Linked DNA regions of Mus musculus: region 2 is linked to region 1. The links are chromatin contacts, called in public promoter capture Hi-C maps. All regions are on one chromosome and are shown on one strand. The core of a region is the stretch at or near the end of the contact, and the rest is flanking DNA. Distances in the headings are between cores, read along the strand shown.

Evidence for each region. Promoter capture Hi-C pulls out the DNA fragments that hold promoters and counts their contacts.
Region 2: a contact with region 1 is called in a promoter capture Hi-C map of second pharyngeal arch cranial neural crest. The contact joins the enhancer-like site here to the promoter of Megf6 in region 1. A contact is called at or near these places in 9 of 39 promoter capture datasets (the 3T3-L1 cell line, the C10 cell line, cranial neural crest and 5 more), 1 of 15 datasets of contacts at CTCF or cohesin (pro-B cells), 1 of 484 Hi-C or Micro-C datasets (the G1E-ER4 cell line) and 7 of 115 datasets of contacts at active chromatin or transcription factors (bone marrow-derived dendritic cells, craniofacial prominence, embryonic basal ganglia and 4 more).

Annotation. Positions count from the first base shown.
Region 1 is chr4:154,168,964-154,173,044 of GRCm38.p6, forward strand. It overlaps Megf6 (multiple EGF-like-domains 6), which reads left to right and starts at 1,750. Exons shown (of 37, transcript NM_001162977.1): 1 at 1,750-2,179. The coding sequence starts at 2,061.
Region 2 is chr4:154,800,392-154,804,472 of GRCm38.p6, forward strand. No RefSeq gene overlaps it. Among named protein-coding and RNA genes, the nearest start is that of Ttc34, 35 kb to the right of the region's middle. RefSeq lists an enhancer at 1,510-2,759. Within about 2 kb of position 2,195, at least 12 of the 459 cell types and tissues checked have an H3K27ac peak or open chromatin away from gene starts, as enhancers often do. A contact at or near this core is called in craniofacial prominence and second pharyngeal arch cranial neural crest, where this site is marked.

The DNA of each region.
Region 1 (4,081 bases), core at 500-2,999:
TTAGCAAAGCCATTTTACTTCGTATTGTCTCTCTTCAGTAAGGGCCCCACATAGGTTTCGGGATACTAAAAGCACGCCCCCTCCCCCACCCAAGGAGCCGAGAAAATTTCACCCACTCACCTCCAGACTCTGGTCCTGGGGCACGGTTTCACAGAGCAGGTGGTGAACTTCTTCAGGTCCCCATCCCTCATGCACACAAGCATTCACACACGCCAGCGCCGGGAGAGACAGAGGTACAGAGGAGCAAGCTTAAGCGCCTGGGCCCAGTGTACAGTTCCTGTACTTCTCCACAGTGGTGGGCCCCTGGCTGAGGAGGGATATGAGATGAATTCCTGGGTGCAGACATTGGGAGTCCCCCAGAGGGCTCGGGTCAGCCTCTGCTACTGAGATCCAGGGAGGGTCTGGTGATGGGTTTGAGCAGAAGGGTGAGTCCCAGCACAACAATGCAGGGCAAACTGGGGTCCTGTTTGGGGCATCAGGTGGCAAGTTCCAGGACCCATTGCCCTCCAGAATCTGTCTGTCTATCCATCTCTCCCTCCCTCCTTCCTTACTTCCCTCCCTTCTCTATTTCCCCTGAGGTTATACTCCTCTATGTTTACTGCTCAGATCTGAAACCTGAGTTTTCTAAACTCACTCCACTCCCTTCCTTGCCCTCGGTTCCGCATCTGGGCCAGCAGCAGGTCTAAGCTGACAGCACCTGCCCAGTAATGAGACCCACAGTCTTTTGAAATGCGAACTTTTGCAGCGGCATTTCCAGGTCCCCCAGCCAGAGGCCCCCTCAAGCACTTGCTTCAGGGGAAGAGGAGGCTGGAACACCTACCGCACTCCTCAGGGATGGTGGAAGAGGGCAGGCTGGGTCCACCCATCATGTAAAAGGGCAGGCACACCTCTCCAGTAGGACAAGGAGGAGCTGATCCTCACACAACTATCTGCAACTAGTGAGGTCCGCTACCATACCCTCATGGGACTCTCCCAGCTCAGCTTCACAAAGAGCCCCTCTGAGTGTTTGATAAGTCCTGGACTAAGAGATGCCACGTACAGCGCTGGTCAGTCTGCCCCTAACCGCGGAGAAAGTCAAATCAAATCAAAGCCAGGCTTAAAAGACAATAAATACCTGGTGCAGGGAGTCGCCTCACCTCCTAGACCCCTATGCAGGTGCCTAGTGGGACCTACACGCCCACTCCACCCCATGCTACCGTCCCAAAGCACTCAGTACAGAACTGGGAATACGAAAGCCCAGAGGGTGGTGTGTTACCTAATAAAGTCAGTACCCAAAGGAAGTGCCCAGAGGCACTCAGAGGCTGTCCCCCCCTCTACCTCCCGCTCTACTATCCCTCCCTGCTTCTGGGACAGCGGTGGCGGGCGCGCGGACGAGGGGCCAAGGGAAGGTGACTGCAACTCCAAGAATCCAAGGGTGCGCTTGCAGAGGTCTCAGATCTGGATAGAGCGGTGTTTACGAAGTATGGACCGCGCAGACTCGACAGAATTGTTCACTTGGTTGGGGTCAGACCTGGGACTCTCGGTTGCAGAGAGAGGGAGCGCAAGTGAAATTGGAAAGCTTTAGGGGAAAGTACTGGGAAGCGAGCTTAGCCTTAAAGGTAGGACCAGGAGCCGGAGAGGGGAGGGGCTGAAGCGGGGCTGGAAGTGGGCTCTCCCTATTGGGATTGTCTGGGCGGGGCCGAAGGCGGAACGGGCGTGGCTTGGGCTGGGGGTGGGGCCAAAAGGGGCGGGAGCGGGGTCGGGAAAGAGGGGGCTGGGGTCGGGCCGGGGGGCGTGCGGCGGGCGGGCCTGACGTCTGCTGCGTCCCGCTCCGAGTTTGCTCTCCATCACTCCTGGCAAGTGTCTGGCCGCGCCGAACCGAGCGCGAAGGTCTCGGAGGTCCGGGCAACTGTCCCATCTGCACCTGCGGGAACCTCGCGCCCCGCACCTGGCGCGACTGGGTTGTGGTGCTCCGCTGTCCTCTGGGGGTATGGCGCCCGTGAAGACAGCGTCTACTGGCCGTAAGGGCCGCCTGTGAGTCGAAGATCCCAGGACCGAGTGGGAGCGCGACCGCGCGCACTATGCCTGTCGGGGTGGAGGCGAGGGCGTCTTGGCGCGTGGTGGCCCTGACGCTGCTGCTGCTCCCCGCCGTGCCTGCAGCCTCCCAGCCGCTACCCCCGCGCCCGCTGCAGCCGAGCATGTGAGTAGCGCGAGTCGTGAGGCTCCTGGCGGCGAAGCTGACCCGGACAGAACTCGGGGCTTTGTCCCTGGGGCCACAAACAATGGGCTCTTTGCTTTAACTGAGGAGGGGATGGTCTAGACCCGGGGTCCCGGACTGGATTTGGTGCCCTCGAGTCTGCCGCAGGGCCCATAGCCTCCGGGTTCCCGCCCCTGCAGCAAGGGTCCTGCAGACTTAGACGGATGCCGAACTCCGGAGAGGTGAGGAATCCAAGCCCCTGCGGCGCAGGGTCCAGCTGGGGAGCCAGCTTGGAGGCGGCCGAGAGGAAGCAGCCTGGTCCCACTTCCTCCCCAAGCTAGTCTCCTGGGGTCCGAGGGCCTGCGCAGGGGCGGGGGTGCCCAGAGGGGGCTGCCAGCACTGTTTTGTGTGTTAAACACGTGCGCTCTGGGGCCTCGGGAGAAGGAATTCAGTACTAGAATGGGCAGGAAGAGAGGGTCAGGGAGCCAGCGGCGACGGATTTAATTTTGAAAGATGATTCCCCAACAGGCCGGTTAGCGGTCTCTCTTAAACTGCAAAGCGATCCCCCTCTGTTGGCCTCAAAGGAAAACTGGTGCGAAGTGAGACTGAGAGTGGATGTACAGATGAGAGGCCTGCCCCCCCTCACCAGCCCTTCCCCGCAGGGTGCAAGGTGGAGCCTTGTAAACTTGGCAAGGCTGCTGGGGCGGCACGGGGAGTGGACCAGGGACCCTTCAGGCCCTGGTTGGGGCTTCCATTCTGCCAGTTCGGGCATCTTCTCACCCACAGAGGAGACTTGCTGCTTCTGTCCAGGGCTGGCACTGACCGGTCCACTATGTACCTGGCCGTGAGGACAGTGTCATGATTCCCTGGGGAATGAGAGGACAAGCTTCCTACTGGGACAGGTGCCCTCGGGACCTCCTCCCTGGGTCTTGCTTTGGTCTTTGTGGCCATTACAAAAAAGAGCTGGATCTGAGTTGGGGTCCTCTCGTCTATGAACAGAAGCAACCTATGTCCCCGACTTCCGCTGCTCCTTCCTCTTAACTGAGTTTGTTCCTAGGGAGCTTCGGTCCTAGAATGATTATTGCACTAAGCGTGGTGGGCTAGGGCTGCCAGCCTGCCTGTCTCTTTCATGGTTGAGAGGGGCTGCAGACACGGTCTTCCCGAGGTTGGGTGGATGCAATCTGGCACGAGTGGAAACTGTTGCTGGCCCTTTATGGGTTCCCCACCCTGCTCTGTCCGTTCCTGCTGATCTCCCTGGGAGTGGAGCCAAGGGCTTGCTGCCTGTGTCCTGCTCACCTGGGCCCAGGAAGCCTTTAGCTGTTAAAAAAGCTGTTGGAATTAGCTGTGAATGGGTAGCGGGAGAGCCTGACTCTTCTTCCTCTTGATGCAATTTCCAGAGACTGCCTTCCCTTCTTCCTGCAGAAGTGGCTGCATCTCTGCAGCCTGTGCATCCACTTGCTGGCTCTTCTGTGTCCCAATAAACCTGTGTTCTCAGATTGTCCACTTTGGGTGGGTCTGAGTTCCAGGTTGGGCTAAAACCCTGGCTCTCTTCCCCAGACCTACATCTCTTGGGCATCTGCACATGGGCTCTAGCTGGCTGGGCCATCGAGGCAGTTTCATTTGGCCAGACCAGTGGTGATTTATCTCCGTGGGCTTTGTAGGAGGGGCTGCTTAATTTGCTGAACACATGCACAGCAGGTGGAAGCCATGAGAACCAGCTTTTAGAGGTGACCTCGCAGGTTTGCTCTTAGTTCCTTGGAGGAGCAGGGGAGGGGTTCTGGGAAGGCAGCCGAGGACCCTAGGAAATACTTCTTGGCTGATCCTCTCTGCCCTGCTGCCTTTCTCTCCTGGGGAGTTCTGATGAGCTGGCAGGGCCTGGCACAGCTGCCGCACCTCTTTGGCCAG
Region 2 (4,081 bases), core at 945-3,444, 630 kb after region 1:
TAAGTGTTCAGACTTGATTCCGCTGGCAGCTCAGCCATTACTCTACACCCACAAGCCAGATTCTCTGTGCTACACTGGGCTGTCCAGCTCAGAGACATGTGTCAGTTTGGGACCATGGACCCCCAGAATACAAGGAGCCCAGAGGACAGTGAGGCTCCTGGTTGCATGACTTCTATACAGGCCTGCCTGGTGCCATCAGGGCCACTGGTACAGGGACAGAGGGGGCCACCTCTCCTTAGTGTGACTGAACTGGCTCCATAGCCATCACCATGACAGTCTCCCCTGGGCCCCACCCACACCAAGGTGGAGACCACAGCAGCCACAGAAGCCCTGCATAGAGCTCCACCCTCAGTCACAGGCAGGGAGGCACCCACGTGCTGTGAGATGAAAGATTGGTCCGTTGCAAACGAGTACCACTAATGACTATTTAGCACGTCCATAACTTTACCAACAGAGCCCCAGCCTGAGAATCCCCAACGAGGCCTGGTCCTTGATTAATGCTAATGGGTTTTCTCACCAGCTGTGAAAATGCATTTTCCATAATTTAGCTGTCATTACAATGGGAAGGATTTATAAAACACACGCACACACAACGTGCTCTGAGGCCCTGGAGGGGAGCTGTCCAGGAAAGGCCTAGAAGCAGCTGGCCTCCCTGTGAAATGCATTCTGCTGGCCACACCTGGCCACCTGGCTTGGACCCCCAAGCCAGGATAGGATGTTGCTGAGAGCACCCTGCAGCAGAGCACAGCCATCCCCTGGACTCTGTACCTCATCAGGTGGAAGGCAGGACTGAATCTGTGGACCATGAATTGGGACCAGGTTTCTTTTCTGCCTCTTTAAGAAACAAGGACAACAGAGGTCACACCATCCCCTGGACAATCCCTGTTCCTTCCTCTCTGGAGCTAGAACTCAAGACCCAAGAACCAGGCTCCTTCAGAGCCACCGGCACCATATACCCCTCGGCTCTTGGCTCCTCCTCTCTCTGAAGTTCCTCACGTGTCATAGTTTTCACCTTTCCATAACATCTGGAAGAAAATACGGATGGTTTTGGGATAGAGGAGACCACCTGGCAGATAGCTGGGTCTCAAAGGAAAAGGGGAGACAACATGGGACTAGAGAGAGAGGGGTGTCACCCTCCTGTCCTCAGCCCAAGTATTCAAGATGGCGCTTCAAGTCACCAGCCATGCATGGGGACTCAGAGCATAGGACGGAAAACATTCGAATGGAGACATGTTTATTGAGAAAGCTGTTTTCAAAGGAATAGAGGCCAGAGGTTAAGAAAGAAGGAGAACTGGAGAAGAGGGTTAAAGGTGAATTCATGATTTTGGAAAGGTGAACGGTTGAGTGAATGGGAGGGCAGTGAGGGGGGTAGGTAGATGGAAACATGGAAGGAGAAATACAGGTTAGCTCTGAAAGCATAGAGAAACCCCAAGCCCAGAGGCACAGTCTGTTTGAGGGTCCCACTGAAGCCTCTCAGGAGCCTGATGGTGGCTGATCGAGTGCAGCCAGGATAAACCTTCACACCTCCACTTGGGAAACCCAGTGGCCCCAGGCAGAGGAAAGAACCCCCAAATGACCAGGCTGGTGTCTGGCCCACTGACCACAGCCCTTCTCACCTCCCCCTACCTGAGGGGCTCAGGCAGGGCAGGCCCTGCCCCACCCCCCTGATTTCAAACACAAATGAGTATCTGGAAGTAAGTTAAGAATGGGGGTGAGCGGGAAAGGCCTAGGAGCAGACCAGCATCGAATCAATTAATGGGCGTTCTTCCGAGCCCGGTGCACGCTTTGCCTTCAATTAGCGGATCTCGCCGGCCCCTGCTGCAGGCCCGGAGCCTCCGCCGCGGAAACTTTCTCCTTCTTGTTTTAATCTTTCACCGAGCCCGGCCTTTCGCCTCCAGCCCATCTAATTGAAACTAATCTTCGCGGGCAAGGCCTGTCTCTCCTCCTAATCCTCCTCCGAGGAAGTTCACATGGTCCCAATTACAACCACACCGGCCCCCTTTATTCCCGCCCTCGTCTCCCTCTGCCAGCCTCATTTTTTGAAAGTCTGCGTTATTAACTCCATGCTTTCGAGTTCCTGCCCGTCACGGGCCGCAAGATGCTATCGCTGGCTGCCGATGGATAAGGTTACCACGAAAGCATTTTGTGGGTTACGTTTCACACAAAGGCGATAGAGGGCATGATAGCGCAGAACCGGTGAGCTCCGAGGGGGAGGGGGCCGGCACTGCCAGCCCTGGGCCTCAGATCCCCTGCTTGCAACCTGCAGGCTGGGGAGCCCAGAAAGGGCTCTGGAAGCATCCTGGAGGAGCAAAGAGGGAAGAGGGGCATCGAGTATCCCCAGAGAGCACATTACCCCACCGCCAAGCCATATGGTCCCAAGAGGCCCCCCGCTGGAGGGCTGCAAAGTGGGAGATGGGGGTCCCTTGAGCTGGCTCCACATTACAAGGCAAACGGAAATCCTACATTTCCAGGCTGTCGAGAATGTCAAGTTTCCGTGCTCCAGGCTGGAATCCCACCAGCACCGTGTGGGCACGCTGGTTATCGTGGCTGATCAAACCTCAGATTGGCAGCTTGGGATGTCTCTGATTAGTTTTTTTTTTTCTAAAGAAACTGAAATAATCATTAGTTAATGAAGACATCTGGGCCCAAATTCCAGAACTACGGGAGAGAAAGCAACGAAATGGACCACCACAGGGTGACCCCGTGGGTGAGGAGGGAGGGTCTGAGCTGACCAGTCCCCAGACCACAGGCCAACTGATGAGGCAGTGAAGTACTTCCATGAAGGCCTAAGTTTAACCCTCAACCCCCATGTAAAAAGCTTGACATAGTGGCACTATGGAGGGGCAGCGGTGAGTAGGAGGGAGATCCCTCGGGCTTGCTGGTCAATTAGTAAAGCCAAATCAGAGGGCTCCAAAGAGATTCTATCTCGGAAAGTAAGGAGGAAAGTAATAAAGAATGACACAGATACTGACCTGTAACCTACATGCTCACTCACACTCACACACTCACACACACTCACACACACTCATATACACACACTCATACACGCTCACATACTCACACAGTCACATACATGCTCACACATACTCATATACACACACTCACATACACACACACTCACACACTCATATACACATACTCACACACTCATACACACACACTCACATACATACACACTCACACACTCACTCACATACACACACACACTCTCACACACTCCCATATACACACTCACATACACTCACACACATACACACACTCTCACACTCACTCACACACACTCACATACACACACATTCTCACACTCACACACTCACACACACTCACACACACTCATATACACACACTCATACACGCTCACATACTCACACAGTCACATACATGCTCACACATACTCATATACACACACTCACATACACACACACTCACACACTCATATACACATACTCACACACTCATACACACACACTCACATACATACACACTCACACACTCACTCACATACACACACACACTCTCACACACTCCCATATACACACTCACATACACTCACACACATACACACACTCTCACACTCACTCACACACACTCACATACACACACATTCTCACACACACACACTCACATACACACACCAATGCATGTACACACACATACACATTCACACACACACACACACACACACACACCAGTGCATGTGCACAACACCAGTGCATGTAGAGACAACATACAACACTTACACACACACAAAATCTATTAACATTAAAAAAATTTTTTAATGTCTATAAAAAGACATCATTATCAAAGTCCTGTGAGGCCCCTCTGAGGATCTTGAGCAAGAGCTCACCCTGCTTGATGACCTCCTCATTGATTGACCATGAGGCCGTCATGACGCCATCACCCACCTCCACCCTCAGCAGAGCCTTCAGAAGCCAGGCAAAGCCTCTCCACAGCAGCTACAGGGCAAAAAGGTCCCATGGGAAAGTCCCACCAAGACCCCTGCTTCCCCATCAACTTAGGAAGCCTATTCCTCCACCAATCAGAGCAGGGTGTAGAGTTCTGGGTTCTAGATACTGACTTC